4 separate regions of the Mus musculus genome follow, and all the other regions are linked to region 2. Evidence: chromatin contacts called from public ChIA-PET, Hi-C and HiChIP or PLAC-seq data. All regions are on one chromosome and are shown on one strand. The core of a region is the stretch at or near the end of the contact, and the rest is flanking DNA. Distances in the headings are between cores, read along the strand shown.

What was found. A called contact is a pair of places that touch in the nucleus more often than the background predicts. ChIA-PET counts read pairs in DNA pulled down with a chosen protein or histone mark. HiChIP or PLAC-seq counts read pairs in DNA pulled down with a chosen protein or histone mark.
Region 1: a contact with region 2 is called in an RNA polymerase II ChIA-PET map of memory CD8 T cells, with 161 read pairs. The contact joins the promoter of Rsrp1 here to the promoter of Rcan3 in region 2. A contact is called at or near these places in 13 of 39 promoter capture datasets (the 3T3-L1 cell line, 3T3-L1-derived adipocytes, the C10 cell line and 8 more), 2 of 484 Hi-C or Micro-C datasets (CD4 T cells and regulatory T cells), 16 of 115 datasets of contacts at active chromatin or transcription factors (DN3 thymocytes, the SCID.adh cell line, T-cell acute lymphoblastic leukemia and 12 more) and 1 of 9 other capture datasets (liver).
Region 3: a contact with region 2 is called in a Hi-C map of Th1 cells, with 5 times the contacts expected there. The contact joins the enhancer-like site here to the promoter of Rcan3 in region 2. A contact is called at or near these places in 2 of 484 Hi-C or Micro-C datasets (CD8 T cells and Th1 cells) and 2 of 115 datasets of contacts at active chromatin or transcription factors (effector CD8 T cells and pancreatic cancer cells).
Region 4: an H3K4me3 HiChIP or PLAC-seq map of bone marrow-derived macrophages shows a contact between it and region 2, with 3 times the contacts expected there. The contact joins the promoter of Fuca1 here to the promoter of Rcan3 in region 2. A contact is called at or near these places in 7 of 39 promoter capture datasets (the 3T3-L1 cell line, 3T3-L1-derived adipocytes, the C10 cell line and 3 more) and 2 of 115 datasets of contacts at active chromatin or transcription factors (bone marrow-derived macrophages and effector CD8 T cells).

What each region holds. Positions count from the first base shown.
Region 1 is chr4:134,921,885-134,925,882 of GRCm38.p6, reverse strand. Rsrp1 (arginine/serine rich protein 1) reads right to left here and starts at 2,258. Exons shown (of 5, transcript NM_023665.3): 1 at 2,116-2,258; 2 at 1,401-2,008; 3 at 451-590. The coding sequence starts at 1,956.
Region 2 is chr4:135,431,210-135,435,265 of GRCm38.p6, reverse strand. Rcan3 (regulator of calcineurin 3) reads left to right here and starts at 1,461. Exons shown (of 5, transcript NM_022980.4): 1 at 1,461-1,654.
Region 3 is chr4:135,077,456-135,081,765 of GRCm38.p6, reverse strand. No RefSeq gene overlaps it. Among named protein-coding and RNA genes, the nearest start is that of Gm42327, 28 kb to the right of the region's middle. Within about 2 kb of position 1,420, at least 108 of the 459 cell types and tissues checked have an H3K27ac peak or open chromatin away from gene starts, as enhancers often do. A contact at or near this core is called in CD8 T cells, Th1 cells and effector CD8 T cells, where this site is marked.
Region 4 is chr4:135,918,278-135,922,509 of GRCm38.p6, reverse strand. It overlaps Fuca1 (fucosidase, alpha-L- 1, tissue), which reads right to left and starts at 1,784. Exons shown (of 8, transcript NM_024243.4): 1 at 1,360-1,784. The coding sequence starts at 1,706. Cnr2 (cannabinoid receptor 2 (macrophage)) reads right to left here. Exons shown (of 2, transcript NM_009924.4): 2 at 2,291-4,232.

The DNA.
Region 1 (3,998 bases), core at 1,009-3,508, 510 kb after region 2:
ACAATGGCTAAGCTTTAGTCTGTAAACATAAACTCTGACACTTGAACCCATCATCAATTACCAACAGATTTTCTTCATCACTGTCTGGAGACCACATTCATGATTTCTATAAGACAGAAATAAAGCAGATAAACTATACTGTATGCTGAGCACAGACTTGGGAACATAATGGTGTACATGAAAACTACTGACAACACTCCAGTCTCTAGAGACTAGAGGGAGAGAAAGTATTACCAACAATGTACTGTTTTTACTGTAGTGTAAAGAGCAAACCAAGTGTCCAAGTGTCGACACGAAAGTAGTCCATCGTCTCCCAGTTTCCTGTGAGACAGGCTGATACTTGTCAGATTAAGGTTTTGTTCTGGACAAATGATATAAAGAACCCCAGGAGGGTTGTGTTCACTGGCAAAGGGTAATAAATGCTGGCAGCAGCTTCCTGAAGGCACTTACCTCCACCTTTGGCCCACTGCTGGAAACAGCTGTCCCCTGGCTTGCCTCCTTGGCTCGGAGACTTGCTGGCAAGTCGAAGTTGGCTGTTCCCAGAGCTTTTGCTGCGTTGGCTTTTGCTATTTCTAGTAGCTCCATTCGATCTAAGGGCATTAAGACATTCGTTATCCTCTACTAAGTACCTCTCCTAAAACAATGTTTTTCTCTTTATATGTAAAGCAATTCTAAAAAAAATCCCTTTATAGTGAGGAAAAAAACCCAACTTTCCTTAATTACCTCAACAAGTTAGTTTTGTTCTGACAAACAGCCCTATTTTGCCTTTTCTTTAAATGTTTATTTCTGTAAACTGAAGTGTTTGATAAACTTTATAGCACAGTTATCTAGACTACTAATCTTGATACAGAGTCTGCACACAAGCTCAAACTTACCTACTTTGTAACATCAAATTGCCATGTTACTTAACAGAAAGGCCAGTCAAAACCCATTTTTGAGTAAATCATGAAAAAAAAAAATGTGTTTTGACTTCACCCAGCTAGTAGGAAAGAGTGAGCCTCCTCTCTCTTGACCACCACAGCCATAAATGGACTTTAGTTCAGGTTACTGCACCGGTCACATCCGGCATGGACTTTACTCACAAGGTGAAAGGAAATACGTGAGAAACTATATTCTACCTAACTACTAACTAAACAAAAAACTCTCTCTCACTTCAAGAAATCTCAAAAGACTTCCAGCACCAAAACAAACGCAGGCCTAGATGTTAAGATGTCCTGGGCCTAATCTTACGAAATCCCAGCTAAACTGCTCAACCACATGACTCCCTGGCTGACTCACAGCGCGCTGAGGAAGTTAAACGCGGGGAGGAGCTGGGGAGGTGGCTCGGTGATAAGCGTCCAGAACTCAATCCCCAACACCACCCCCACCAAGGGCACAAACCTCAACCTGATAAAACGCACCTTTCTCACTCAGGCGAAATGGGGTTCTACTCCTGCTGCGCGACCTGGTTCTGGATCTTTCCCTCCACCTGGGGCGATCCTCGGGGTACACCGTCCGGCCGAAGCCGTAGTAGCGCCGCCCTCTAGTGATCGCGTAGTACGACCACCGGTGCTGCGACCTCCCGCGGGAGCGCGACCTGCTCCGGGAGCGGTAGGGCGACGGCGACTTGTAGTACCTCCGCGGCCGCTCGTAACGGCTGTCGCGGTGATAGCGGTGGCTGCGGGAGCGCGACCGGCTGCGTGAGTACGAGCGTGAGTAGCGCCTGTACTTGCGCTGGTGGCGCCTGCGGGACCGGGATCGGGACCGTCTGCTCCTCCGCGGCCGGCTGTGGCTGCGCGAGGACGAGCGGCTAGAGCTGCGGGAGTCGCGTCGGGAGCTGCGGGACGAAGAGCGGCTGCGGGAGCGCGACGACAGGCGGCTGGAGCGGCCCGAGCCCGAGGTGGACGGCGAGGCTTTCTCCTGCGGAGAGCCGGGCCACATGTCGTTCACGTATTTAGACATGGCGGCCGAGGACATGGCTCCCTTCTGAAAACGGAGATCGGTCCGCAAACGCAACGGCGTCTAGGAACTACAGAGAAAGTCAAGAGTCTATCATCCAGGTGGGGCGCGCAGTGCCCAGTGCGCGTGCGCGACACCCCAGGGCGAACCGGTCCCTGACCAAGCGGCCCCACTCACCTTAAACGGATGAAGAGCTCGCGAGGGCGAGAGAGGCCAAGCGGGCACCTTTCTCTGCGACCAGGAACCGAAGCGGGCGAGGTTCCCGATTCCAGCGACCGGAGAGCACAGGAACCTCCACTGCCAAAGTCCAGACTGGGACTGAGCTTAGTGGCGACGTCAGCATCGAAAATACTGGAAGCTGGCGCCGAGCATGCGCACAGACATCCGTGCGAAAGGGCGGGTCCCACTCTCGTCCAATCGCCAAGCGATGTTGGCTGCGCCTTGGAGACACGCATGCGCGTCAGTTGTCACTCCACCAACGGCCGCGCCTCCTCCCCATCCCCCACTCCCGCCCGCCTTCTACATCCGGGTATTTTGAGGATTTGTTTACTTCAGGGTTTTTTGTTTGTTTGTTTGTGGGGTCCTTGGCTGCTTTTGGATCTTGAGTTTTTTTTTGAGACAGGAGCTAGCTGTGTACCCCTGTCACGCCTCGAACTCGCGGCAATCCCCATGTCTCTGCTTCTCAGCTAGGGGGTCTGCGCCACCACGCCCAACTTTGTTTTTCTTTGTTTGGTTTGGTTTGGTTTAGTTTGGCTTCCTTTCCTGCTTTCGATTTTGAAATTCGGGAAAAGGAGAGGGTAGCAAAGAATTTAGCCGGCTCAAAAGCTGGATCAAGGACACAGAGGACAAGTCGGTTCCCGTGCCTCGGTCGTCCCCGGGTCATGTGTCGTCCCCTCCCTCCCCCAGCCGCTGCCCAGCTTCCCTTCTTGGCTCCTCCTATGGTGGAGATTGGGAGGGGTATCCCTGGACCCCGAAGATATAGTTTTAATTTAGAAAGGCTGCTTTAACGGCCTTGTTTGAGCTAATTAAGGTAATTTGAGGTCGAGACAGGAATTCCAACGACCACAGTTGACCTTTGAGGAGCAACAGTGATCCTTGATTGTGTGTGTGTGTGTGTGTGTGTGTGTGTGTGTGTGTGTGAGAGAGAGAGAGAGAGAGTAATTTGTGTGTACAGGATGCCACCGAAGACAGAGCCATTGTGGGCCACCAAGTATGGGGGTGTTGGGAACCCAGACTTTGTGCTAGGCAATGCAGCAAGTGCTCTTAATAGTAAGCCATTTCCTGAGCCCGATAGGTCTGTTCTAAGACAAGTGTGATTAGGACAGGACATTTAATCTTATTTCCAGGGCAAATTCCAAACACTCAATGTCATGAGGCATATCTGACCTTGAAAACTGTGGGTAAGTGAACAGCACTGAACGAAATAGCTATTTCAATATTGGGAGATGGTGTTCTTAGAAATTAGGCAGGGTTTTACAGAAGCTCTGGATTTTAGAGGGAGATGACAGAAATAAGGACTCTTTGTTCGTGCCTCCTTCCTCCTCCTTCCCCAATATACAGCGAAAGTGAAGAAATAAAAACCTTACTGTGGCCACCAGGATGGCTCAGCAATAAAGAATGCTTGTGGGACTGGTGAGATAGCTCAGTGGTTGAGAGCGCCGACTGTTCTTCCAAAGGTCCCAAGTTCAAGTCCCAGCGACCACATGGTGGCTCACAACCATCCATAATGAAATCTGATGCCCTCTTCTGGAGTGTCTGAGGACAGCTACAATGTACTTACATATAATAAATAAATAAATCTTTAAAAAAAGAAGAAAAAAATGCTTGTGGAGCACTACTGACAACCTGCAGTGGAGTGGAAGGAGAGAACTGACTTCCAAAAGTTGTTCTCTAACCTCCAGAAGCCCCCATCCCATCCCATCCACCAATGGTAAAAGTTCTCAAACTGCAGGAGCTGGAGAAACAATCAGCAGTAAAGAGCACTGACTCCCAGGACCCACAGGACGGACGGCTCACACCCATCTGGACCTCCAGTACCAGGATGAGCACCACTCACCAAC
Region 2 (4,056 bases), core at 212-2,711:
ATTTATTTATTTATTATTATATGTAAGTACACTGTAGCTGTCTTCAGACACTCCAGAAGAGGGAGTCAGATCTCATTACAGATGGTTGTGAGCCACCGTGTGGTTGCTGAGATTTGAACTCAGGATCTTTGGAAGAGCAGTCAGTGCTCTTAACCATCTAGCCATCTCACCAGCCCAAGGGGAAACATTTCTATGCTTCTTGATGTGAGTATAGAAGTCACTCTCCATAATTCTTTGATGAAAAAGTGAAGAACTTGACGTGTTAAGTCAAGTTTAATCAGGAGCCTCAGGGTGGAAAGCTGCAGAAACTTCCTAAAGCAAAAGGGATACAACACTGTGATCCTGTGGGGGACACTATGGGAGTCACTCTGACGAGGATGCTATGCCCTGCATTTTGTGCCCATGACTCTCACCGAGTGACAACACTGTGTCCTTAGTTTTGACCCCCTTGTTTCATTTGTCCTATGAAGGGTCTTGCGTAAATGACAAAAGCTGATTTTCTATTTATTATTTGTTTATTATTCAGAAGGGCAGCCGTGTGGAAGTCAGAGAACACTTGCAGGAGTTCTCTCCTTCCATCACGTGCGTCCGGGGTTGGGAGCAAGGACCCTCAGAACTGAGCCATACGGCCTGGATAGCAGAGCAGAATCCTTCTAGCGGGAGCTGAGAGTTCTCCAGCTCTGTACCGTTCATCCAGTTTGTGAGCTGGAAGAGGGCACAGCTCCCTGACAGGCTGGTCTCAGCAACAGCAATTAAAATTAAAATGCCAGCCAGCCTCGGCGCTACTACTAGCCTAAACCCTGACCTAGACATAATTAATGTTCCATTATCTCCAAGGGAGATAAGCAAGACTGTGTGGAAAGGCAAACGCAAATATCATTAATATTGTACATCTGTGCTGGGTGCAATGGAGGGAGGGATGGGGCGCGCGCAGTCACACACCTGGTGACACCCATAGCACAGCCACGTCGCCATCGCCTCTACTGGGCGACGGGAGCTGCGGGGCGAGGTCGGGCACATCCGGCTGCCAGGTTCCTAGAAGGCTACCCCGGGTTAAGCTCACAGGAACCCGCCCCGAGAAGGTTCCTAGTATCCCGGCTAGCTGTTCCTGTCACTGTCACGTGAGGTCAGCAAAAAGAGAGAGAAAATGTTTCTTGGGGGCGGCGGATACCAAGGGGACATCAAAAGTCCCGTTCTGGAGGTCAAGGAAAGCCTCTGCCTTAAGAGTGCCGGCCCAGGGGGGGTGGGAAAAAAAAAAAAAAAGAGTGCCGGCCCAAGTCCCTCAAAGCCAGTGCCAGCCAGCCAAGAGGAGCAGGCGAATGCGCGCGCGCAGAACCCACCCCCGCCCCCAGAGCCCCGCCCACCACTCGGCGACTCCCGCCCACCCAGCTGTCAGCCCCGCCCTCCTGTCTGTGCGCCGGCGCAGCGCGCCCCCTGGGCGCGAGGAACCCAGGGAGGGCGCGAGGCGCGCGGGCCCGGGAGCGCGCGCGACGCTGGCAACCTCGCTCAGCCCTAGGTCACCGCCCGTGTCGCCGGCTGAGGCGGCCGCTGCGGCCCGCGTTGAGGGCGTGGTGGCTCCGGGTGGTGAGGGTCTGTCCGCCCCAGGCCGCGCTCGTGGGCATCCCCCCTCGGGCCTCTCCCCTCGAGCGCACAGGTGAGTCTCCCCTTCGCAGGGCGGGGCCGGGTCGCGGCCGCTCGGAACAGGTTTGCAGCAGCTCTGGGTGATGGATCCCCAGGATCCCTGAAAGTTAAAGCAGCCTCAGCTAGAGCAGCAGCTGCCCAGATCCTCCAGGAACCCCCTAGACGTTGCTAAGGACCAACCGCCTGATGCCCAGGATCTCCCCCAGCAGCTTCGGGGTAACGTCCTGCAAAACAACCCTCGCCCCCAGGTCCTTTCTCCTCCACCAGCAATTTCTCCACCCGCAGTTCGACTTTTTGAAAGATGTCAGGCCCAACCTGGCCCCCCCCTCCCGGAGGGCAGGGAAGGTGTGGCTAGTAAAACCCTCCTGGCAGCAGGTGGAAGCCCCACTCCCCTCTCTCCTCCCCTCCCCCAGGATGCAGGAATCCTCGTGCTTCTCTGCTTCCCTGGCATCTGGAAACTTGTCCGCTTCCTCTTGAACCCTTCAATAGCTGTCTGTTTCCAGGTTGTGGGGTTCCAGCTTCCGTGCGAAATCTCATCATCTCCTCTGGGGATTAAGATTCTAGCGGCTCACGTCCATGTTTCAGATTCAAACTAGGATTATGTAGAGTGATGTTTTATTGTAGGGTTTAAAACCAAATATATATATATTCGCGTCCCAATATTGAAGGCTATCTAGGACAATACATTTACTTGAACTTTTCGTAGAAGTCTCTCATCTACTAGTTGGCCAGAGAAGTAATTGACCATCTGTAGCTATGATTAGTGATTACTTTAAAATGTTATTTTAAGAACTGGGTGTGGCACACGTTTATAATATTAGCAAGTGGGAGACTAGTCTGGACTACATAATACGGTCCTGCCCAACAAAACAAAATAAAACCTATCTTAACACAATGCCATTACCTCTAGTCCAATATATCAATATGTAGTCCTATGAGATGGCTCAGCTGGTACAGACAGACACACTTACTGCAAAGCCTGACAGTTGGAGTTCCCGGATCCCGGGGATCAACATGGCAGGAGGAGAGAATCAGCTTTTGCAAGTTGTCCTTTGACTAATACCTGAGTGTTGCTGAGGCCACAGTCAAACACACATATAAACATTCAATAAATATATGTTAACAAAATAGTGTGCCGGGGGCGGGGGATGTCCACTGTTAAGAGCACCTACTGCTCTTGCACAGAACTGGGCTCTGAGTCCTAGCACCCGTATGTAACTTCAGTTCCAGGTGATCCCACCCCTCCTCTGACCTCTGAGGGCTTATGCACACACCTGATGCATGTACACAAACTCAGAAGTAAGTAAAAGGGCAGAATTTGAGGAATATATTAAGTCTCAGAGTCTGGGTGTTTATGCAGCATGCACAGTTGTTCATTTTGATGGGGATTTCACGTTAGCGTTCAGTTATACATTGGATGTGGGAGGATTATGAAAAAGATGAAATCAGTATCCTGTTACTCTTCACTGCAGCTTTCCAATTTGCTTCATTGGCAGCCAGTTTCCAAGAGAGGAGCTTTTAGTGTTTTGGGGGAACACAGATTTGATTTTTTTTTTTTTAACTATTCAATCATGCTATATTTTAAGGTTTTAAAACCTTGGAGTGCTCACTAACCCACGAGAAGCAATGCTGCATGATGTTACAGGAAGTGTGGGTCCAAAGGGGGGGTGGGCAGGCATGAAGATACTATAACTTAGAGCTCCAGACCTGCCACCCAGCTCCAAAAACCTACACAAAGCTCAGCCTGGCCTAGAGTGATGTAGTTCAATGGTAAAGCCCTTGACCGGCATGCTGGAGATGCCAGGTTCAATCCTCAATATGAAAACAGAGAAACAGAAAAACCCTCTCGCCATTGAGCTGCAGTAGCAGTGCCCTGAAGAGAACCGGCTCTGCTCGGGTGTCTGAGTTACATGCAGCAAACGGAATGGAGTCAGCTACTCTCCACAGCCTTGGCAGGCGGTGTTTACATTTCGTCTTTCTCATACTAACACACCGAGCAGGAATGTCACCAGTGATAGGGACAGTTATAGATTATCAATAAAAATGCGGTGACTTTAGGTCTTGAAAACAGAATACAGAAATGTAATTTTTAGGTTTTTAGAAGTTTATGTGTATGAGTGTCTTGTCTGCTTGTTCTGTGAGCCACAGACATGCCTGGGGTCCTCAGAAGTCTGAGGAAGGCATTGGCTATCCTGGGGTTGTGAGCCCCTGGGTGGGTGCTGGGAACTGAACCCAGGTCTTCTGCAAGAGCAAAAGCCATCTCTCCAGCTCCAGAAGGATAACTTTTAAAAATTCATGTTTTCAATTGTGTCTGTGTGTGAGTTTATGCACATAAGCACATATCTGTGGGGTCAAGAAGAGGACATTGGATCCTGCGGAACTGTAGTTACAGGTGGTTATGAACCACCAGAGGCG
Region 3 (4,310 bases), core at 171-2,670, 350 kb after region 2:
GGGGATCTGCTAGCCTGGACCACAGGGATGCCACACAGTGCCAGCAGTGTCCTGAGCACAGTGTCACAAGTGCTCCGTGGTGGCTTAGCAGATGGCCACTACTCATCTGTCCTGTGGGACAGCAGAAATGCGCAGGCTTCATCCACACTGTCCCTCGACCATGTGCCACCTCTGAAGGCCTCCTGTATGGGGCCCTGTGTGTGTGTGTGGGGGGGGAGGGCAGCAGGAGAGCTGGTGTCCCTGAGCTGCTGACTGACAGCCACCAACAGTCACCCACCTCAACCTCTCACAGCCCACTGGAGCCTCGGGAGCTGTCCGGTAACTTGAGGAACTGTATAAGGTGGAGGAGGCTGGGCCTCCTTACTCTGGACTGTTCTTCCAAACCTAGAGGCCCAAATAGGTAGCACAAAAATCTGGGCTCAGCCTGGCTCCTGCTGAGAATATATATTATACATTATATCATATATTATATATTTTACTTTATTATATTACATGTTACACATTATTATACATGATACATGATTATACGTGATATATCATATAGCACACATGACATATTACATATTAAATACCATATTATAAATTACATGTTATACATTATATATTTATATTATGTTTTAATCTCTCAGGTATGATAATATCTTCTTAATCTAGAGTCTGTCTCCCACAAGGGATTCAGTTTGTTTGTTGAGTGAATGCTTGACACCTATGCACTGGTCAGGACATAGAATCACACAGTAGTCTACCTAGATCCCCACTGGCATGCTGTGTGACTGGGCAAGTCATGGCCTGCTGTGAATCCTGACTCAGATGGTCACCAAGGCCTGCACTGGTGAGCTGCTGACAGCCCTTAGGGGCTTTGTAATCTTCCTGACTGGGAGGGCACATGACTGTTCTCCCACATATCTGAGGGCCTGTCTGTCCTCTGAGACCTGATGACCCTAGCTGCCCCGACACTCAAGACATTTATTCACACCCACAGGGAAGGGCTTTTGCCAGCCTGCGGTGGCCCCAGCCTGAAGCCTGGGCTGTGGGAGGAGCAGGAGAAAAGCTTCGCCCAGCGCTGTGGATGAGGGACGGGTGCGCATCTCCTGTTTCTTAGAACCATGCGCAGCTGGGGTGAGCTCATTTACGGGAAAGGGAGATGGGGGGCTCTATTCACACCCAGCCCTGCTGGGGGGCAGCAAGTGCGTCAGCCGCCCAGCTTCGAGCCTGCCTCCGGAAACGCCGCCCAGGGAGCAGTCACGAATGGGCTGGGTGAGGGGGGAGCTGAGCCTGGTGTGTGTGTGTGTGTGTGTGTGTGTGTGTGTGTGTGTGTGTGTGTGTGTGTGTGTCAGGTGACAACCAGAAGGCCCAGCAAGGCCTGAAGGCTGCTTATGGTGCACAGAGAGGTCAACTTCCCCCTTTCCGGAGTCACCCCACTCCTGCTGCTGGCTGGAGGTCTGTCCAGCTGTCTATGTGTCCAGCTGCTGCCTCCAGGTTTCTACACATCTGCACGGTCCCCAGGAGGTTGCGTTCCAGTCTACACAAGTTATTGGGCTTGATGGTCAGGACAGGGTCTAAAGTGAGACCCTGGTGGACTGGCAAAGCGCCCTGGCTCCCCACTCCACCCACCACCTCCTCCAAGGCTTGGTGCAGCTATTTAAAGCCAGCGGTGGCCCGTGGGAAACTTCTTCAGATGTGTGGTTTTGTCTTCTCTAGCTAGTGCAAGGGCCCGCTCGCTCGCTCACTCGCTCGCTCTCGAGGCGGGTGACTCACTGGCAGTGAGAAAAGCCTTTTTGTTGTTTGATGCCTGCCGGAGGCTCTACTGCTTGAGAACCAAGCCTGCTGGGGCCTTCCCCTACAGGGACTCCTGAAAGGCTTGGGGAGTGCCCAGAGTGGCTCCTTTGTCCCACGGGAGCCCTGGGCTCCCGGTGCTCAAGGGCTTGGCTGTTCTGCCCAAGCTGGAACCACTGTCTGTTCGGGGAGTGGGGGTGAAACACAGCCTCACACTTCATCTCCAGGAAGCCCCCCTCAACCTCTCCAGGACTTCAGGCAATCTCCACATTCCTGACTTTGGGTTCAGATGTGTGGATATGTATGCGGATCATCTGGGAGCACCTGGCATACAGCTGGTGCTCAATAAAAGCTTTGGGGATTAGAGAGGCGGATGAGATTTAATGAGTGTTTACTTTGTGTAGAACATGTCATGGGACTAATCCCACTGAGGGGCTGTGGGTGAAGCCCAGTGGTACATAAGGCCTTGGGTTCCATCCACAGCACCACAAAAACAAACAAACAAACAAACAAACAAACCTCCCCCCAAACTTCCTGCCTGTGAAGAGTTCCACTGGACAGGTCCACGGAACAGTCTTAGACATCTTCCGTTTTATATTTGAGGACACTGAGGCAGTGTATATTTTCTTATAGTGAGGAACATCATAGCAGGACTTGAACCCAGGACAGGCAGTCAGGCTAGCCATGCACTCGGAGCCTCCATGTAAGTTTCTTCCACTCTGGATCCTCCCCACCTCATTTGTATGTCCCCAAGTTTGAGACCTCAAGAATTCACTTCCCCTGGCAGGTGCCTGCTCTTCTCTGCATGCCCACTGCTATCACTACCATAGAAGTTCACACATTTCTGCCCGGGTCCCTGACCCAACCGAAATGTTTTCAGAATAGAAACCAGCCCTGCCTCCCTCCCGCCCCCAAGTGTCCCAAGCACCTGGGCAAACACAATAGCTAGCACCCAAGATTGTAGGCTGAGCAGGTCCCACCAGAAAAGTAACCAGAGGGTGGTCTCAGGGACATTTTCTAGAAACTTCTCTGTCACAATACAGACATCCCTGTGGTCACCGTCAAGGGAATCAGTCTGCTGACTGGTAAGGATTTTAAGGTGACAGCAAAGACCCAGAGGAGCTTTTCAGAGGACCTGCTTCTCTGGACAGCAGGTAACCACCGTTCTATGGACTCAGAGGTGTTGCCAACATTATAGCCCCAGAGCATCATGGGAACATGGGGGAGGGGACTCTGGGCTCTGCTGTGCTTAGCCATTGGCAATGGATAGGGCTAGTGTGGCCCTGAGAAAGGCATACTGAGCTCCATTCTTGAGGGTCAAGGGGTCACCAGGGCCAGAGCAGGACAGTGCTCACCCCAGAGTGGCAGGGGAGTCATGGAGAGGTTCCAGGGAAGTGGTGACCTAGTGAGTCTTGGGCCTGAGATTGAGACTGAGGCAGCAGAGGTTGAGGGTGGGCCATAGCCGTAGAGTTGGTGCACGGCAGGATTCCAGCCCTGAGTGGCTGCTTCTTTGGTGCCAACCCTGAGAGCGTTCTCATTGCTCTTCTTGTCGCTCTACTGAAACCCCTGGCAAGCCATCCAAGGTGACAGCGGTTTGCTCTGGCTCATGGCATCTGTGGGTTTCCATCTATCATGTCAGGGGAAGACGTGGTGGCTGGGGCAGTTCACTCCAAGATGCAGGAGCTCGTGGATCCAGAAGATCTTATCTTCTAGCCTGCCTCACCACCTCCTAAAACATAGCCACCAGCTGCAGACCAACACATGATCCTGTGAGAGACGGTTCACATTCACACGGCAACATTCCAGCCACGGCCCCAGAGGGTCACAGCCATCGCAGAATGCAAAACACACCCAGTCTGGCATTTACTATCTTAGAGCCTTCGAAGTCCCAACACAATTCATAAGACCACAGTCTCATTGATGGACACAGATCAATATGATCCCAACCCCCCGTGAGGCCACCGAAGTCTAAAACCACTTCTGAGACTCACACTTAGCTGTAAGACCCTGCAAAATGAAAAAGCAAGTTACAGGGGCTGGAGAGATGGCTCCGTGGTTAAGAGCACCTGTCGCTCTTACAGAGGGCCTGAGCTGGGTTCCCAGGATCCACATAGTGGTTCACAACCATCTGTAACTCCAGTTAAATTACAGGGAATCTGATGCCCTCTTCTGCCCTCCGTAGGCACCAGGCACATGTGCAGTATACATATATACGTGCAGGCAAAAATAATTAAATTACATACTTCTAGTGTTCAGTGACATGGAGAGGAATGAAGAAGGAAAAAACAGATCCTGACAAGTCCCTAAGCCAGCAAGGCTAACGCCAAACTCCACAGCTCCGTGTACAGCACCTAGGGTACGGCTTGTCCCTGTGTGGGCTCCAACAGACTTGGCTGGCTCTGCCCCTCCTGCTATCCCTGTGGCCTATCGAGTGCCACCGCCCAGAGGCTGATTCAAGCTGTCTGTGATGGGTATACCTGCCAGCCACATGGCTTCCTGCTGTGGCTGCTGAGCCTCTGGGTCAACTCACCAGT
Region 4 (4,232 bases), core at 535-3,034, 490 kb before region 2:
CCCATTACAGATGGTTGTTGTGAGCCACCATGTGGTTGCTGGGAATTGAACTCAGGACCTTTGGAAGAACAGTCAGTGCTCTTAACCGCTGAGCCATTTCTCCAGCCCCCATCTGCTTGTTTTCTTAACCAAGATTGTGAAACTGCCTGTCATTTAAGGTGACAAAGGCTCAAATATCTAGGACTGAAAAAAAAAATGTGTTGAGATAATCAGTCCATTCAATATATCACTTACTTTTATAGGAAAAGATAGCATGTTACATGAGATTTTACCACTAGCTGGTGTAGGGGCCCCTGAACTTCATCAGTCCTTCCTGCAATACATCTCTTTCCCCTTTCAAAAAGTCCTTCTGAAATATAAAATCCCTTCCCACTCAACAAGCAAATAACCACGCCCTCTGGGTATGGCTTGCAGAGCCTGGGCACACCTGTCCCATGAGCTTTCTGGAGCTTTCACTTCCAGATCATAGACCTGCAGTCTAGGACACCAGGCTCCTTCCTCTCCTTCCTCTCTCTGGGCTAGTTACCTCGTCCATTAAACAGGAAGTCTGGAAAAAGGCTGGAGTTCAACTTTGTAAATTACGGCTCTCAAGATGGCAAGATGACAGATTTCTGTTCCCTCAGGCCTTTTACTTGGCGAAAATACTAAGTGCCAGCTATACACAGCCTTTCCCTTCGGGGGAGAAAACCTAACGTCCCGAGGGAATAAAAAGTCGGAGTTTGGCAGAAAATCAATGAAGAGAGCGGAGGACTACACTAAGCCAGGAGCGGGAGGCTGCCCTCACAGTGGCCAAATCCCGCGTCCAAAGTCAGCCAATATTTTCTCTGGCTTAGAGGGCTCTCAAAACGCACTTCCTCTGCAGGGCTTTGCCCAAACAACCCCCTTCCTCCTCTGAGTTCTACTATAAGCAAGTGAGAAGTGAGGGAGACCCCAACAAAGAGCAACCCCAAACTTCCATCCTTCCTTCTTCCTTTAGAGGCACAGGGCTACAAGGAAGTCAGGCGGCGCTTTTTTATAAGCTTCCACGGACGGACGCTACCCGTAGCCTAAGGGGACTGGTCAGATCTACAACTCAGGGCCACCGACGGGAATCTGGGCTGTGTTCTGGACCTTTCAAACGAGACACCGATGTAGCCTGATTCTAGTCTCTCTCCGCACAGGTGTACCACCCAGTGCTTTCCCGCCTTAATTTTATTTTATTTTATTTTATTTATTTATTTTTTTAACTGATCCTCAGCTGGATTCTCGTCTTTAGCGTCCTTCCTCCGAGATGCAGAACGTAGGGTCCTGGACCTTCCGAGGTCAGGCAGCGCCGGCTATGGCCTGCCTGCTCCCGCCTCGCGCCCGTCCCGCACTCACTTGGCCCCGGCAGCCTGAAAGAGTTCGGCCCACTGATCCGGGTGGAAGAAGCGCGCTGTGAACTGCGGTGCGAAGTCGGCGTAGCTGAAGCCGGGCGGGTAGTTTTCTGTCATGAAGCGCTGGTAGGCCGGCATCCGATCGCCCTGCCAGTGCCACCAGAACCATTCACTGCCCCAGGCGGGCACCGAGAACACCCCCCAGTGCACGAACACCCCGAACTTGGCCTCATCGAACCAGCTCGGCAGTGGCCGCGAGTCCAAGCTCTGCCAGTCCGGAGTGAAGCGGCGCGGAGCCAGGGCCACTGCCTGGGCCGCAGCCACTAGCAGCAGCAGCAGCAGCAGCAGCATCCCAGAGTCCACAGCCCACCACTCAAGTTCAGCTCCTACATCCTTGCTTCCGGGCCCGCACCGCCCCCCTCTTAACACGCAAGCGCCGGCGAGTAGCCCCGCCTCTCAGAGTAACGATTGGCTTGGAAGGAGAGGGGGTGGGGTCAGGCTTGCGGCTCTGGAGCGCCCTCTGGCATTGGAAGGGAGAAAGACTTAAGGCGGCGTTGCTGGTTCTGCTCTATTGAATTTAAATTCCGTAGACTCGCCTAAGGATTTAATTGCCGGATTCCCCGCAAGTGAGAAAGACCCAAGGTGTGGGGAAAACTGGGAGAAGTCCACGTTGTTGCACCAATCTTCAGGGGAAGGCTGAAGCCAGGTCGTTTTATTTAGTGACTATTTAGGAGCCGCGGGTTCTCTGTGCTATACCTCCAGCCAGCAGGTGGAGTTTAGCAGATTGGAGAGTTGCCGAAGAGATTGAGAAATAACAAGGTTAGAAGGAGCTTTATGCGGAGGGAGAGAAATGGCTGCTGAAAGATTAAGGGCAGACGTGGTTATTTTAGTCTATCTTTTGTCCGTTGAACTTAACAAGAACTCCGAGGAACTTAAACATTTTTTTAAAAAAAGATTTATTTACTTATTTTATGTATATGAGTACACCATCGCTCTCTTCAAACATACCAGAAGAGGGCATCAGATTCCATTACAGATGGTTGTGAGCCACCATGTGGTTGCTGGGAATTGAACTCAGGACCTCTGGAAAAGCAGTCTGTGCTCTTAACCACTAAGCCATCTCTCCAGCCCTAGACATTTTAATTTAATTTAGAATTGTAACTTAAATTTATTTTGAGGTAAGGGGGTCTCAACTAGCTCAGGCTGGCTTCGAACTTACAGCTACAGTAACTTTGCATTCCTGATCTTCCTGCTTGTACCTCAGGAGTGCTGGGATTACAGGTAGGGGATGGCACTGCCATTCCTGGTTTTAGGTAGTACTGACCTTTGAACCCAGAGATTTGCTCTTGCAGATGCAGCACTCTACTGACTGAGCTACACCTCAAAAACTTTGAGGGTCTCTCAGAGAGCTTAGTTAGCATCTAACTGAAGAAAACCTGACTCAGGAGTACAACACTTGCTTGGTACACCGGAAGGCCGGAGCTTCAGTCTGGCACCGCTAAACAAGCATGCCTGACCCACACACAGGGGACCACTGAGGCATGAGGGACCAGAAAAATTGAGAGCCAAGAGAACCCTCTTGCCCTGGGAAAATCTCTAAAACTCATATGGCCAGTCACCCAATTCCTCTACAGTCAGCACACGCCCAATGGTATATGGTGTGTGCCCATAACTTCAGGAAGTATGGGAGCCAGAAGTCACATGGTCCATATGGCACAAAGGTCTCCATGGTTGCAGAGATAACCACAGCATGTTAGAGCAATGAGAGGTTTTAATGGCCCTGGAGAGCATTGTTTTCCCCACCATTCCCAATTTACCGAGAAGGAAACCAAAGCAAGGTAAAGGGCGGGGGTTGATCAAGACCACATAAGTGTGGACCAAAGCTGGTGCAGGAATTCACAGCTGTGGAAACTGTATTCCCTCCTCCTCTGTCAGGCACCTTGGAGAGATCGGCTTATGTTGACAGAACCAAGCACTTCCTCCTTTGAGGAGTAATAAGGAAACACCGTGTCTTTTCTGTCTCTTCCTCCCCCAAGTTGATGTTGAAATACAGTCTAAATCACTAAGCGTGGGCGAATCGACTTCTTCCCCTGATCCTCCCAAACAGCGATTAGAATTTGCAGCAGCTTTTGATGCACAGAACTTGTCTTGGGAAGAATAAAATGAGACGCCGTTGACCTTCACAGAGAAAACAAACTGTCACCTTGCAGAAGCTTAGGAGAGGCTGTAGAGCCGAGTGGACCTCCTTGCTTTATTAGGGAGGCTGATTTTTCTTTGCACTGGACACCACCCTGTTAGTTCCTTTGGGCAATGGGGAAGTCCTGTCTGCGGGCCGGATCTTCTAAAAGCAAAAGTATTAAATGTTTAAGAGTTTTCCTTTCACTGTGTCTGTGGTCCCCAGTGCCACCTACCCCTCCTACCACCAGCAGCGCCTTGAACCTCCATCTGTTGGGACTGCAACCTTTACTGAAGGGCAAAGGCAGGCACCCAGAGACACAGCGTGGGGCTGTGGACCTAGGATGCCTGGTTTGCAGCAGGAAGTCTTCCCTCCCAACTCCTTCTGCTTATCCTTCAGGACCAGAGTGTGGAAGAGGCCAGTGGGGCTGAGTCAAGCATCACTGGGAACAGCCTAGGACCCAAAGAATCTGTGTGAATATCTTGCTTTGTACTGAAGCTAGGCAAGACTGGGATAGTGCTGTGTGAGACACAGCAAAATGTCACAAGGAATAGAGTTCTCTGAAGACTTTGTACCTCCAGTGAACCCAGCTTCCTCTGCGCCCCTAAGGACCTAAGGTCATAATGGCTTTCAAGGCTTATCAGGATGTCGGGAGGGCCCTTTCCCAACAACAGGATACCCTGAGCTGACAGCTCCTGACG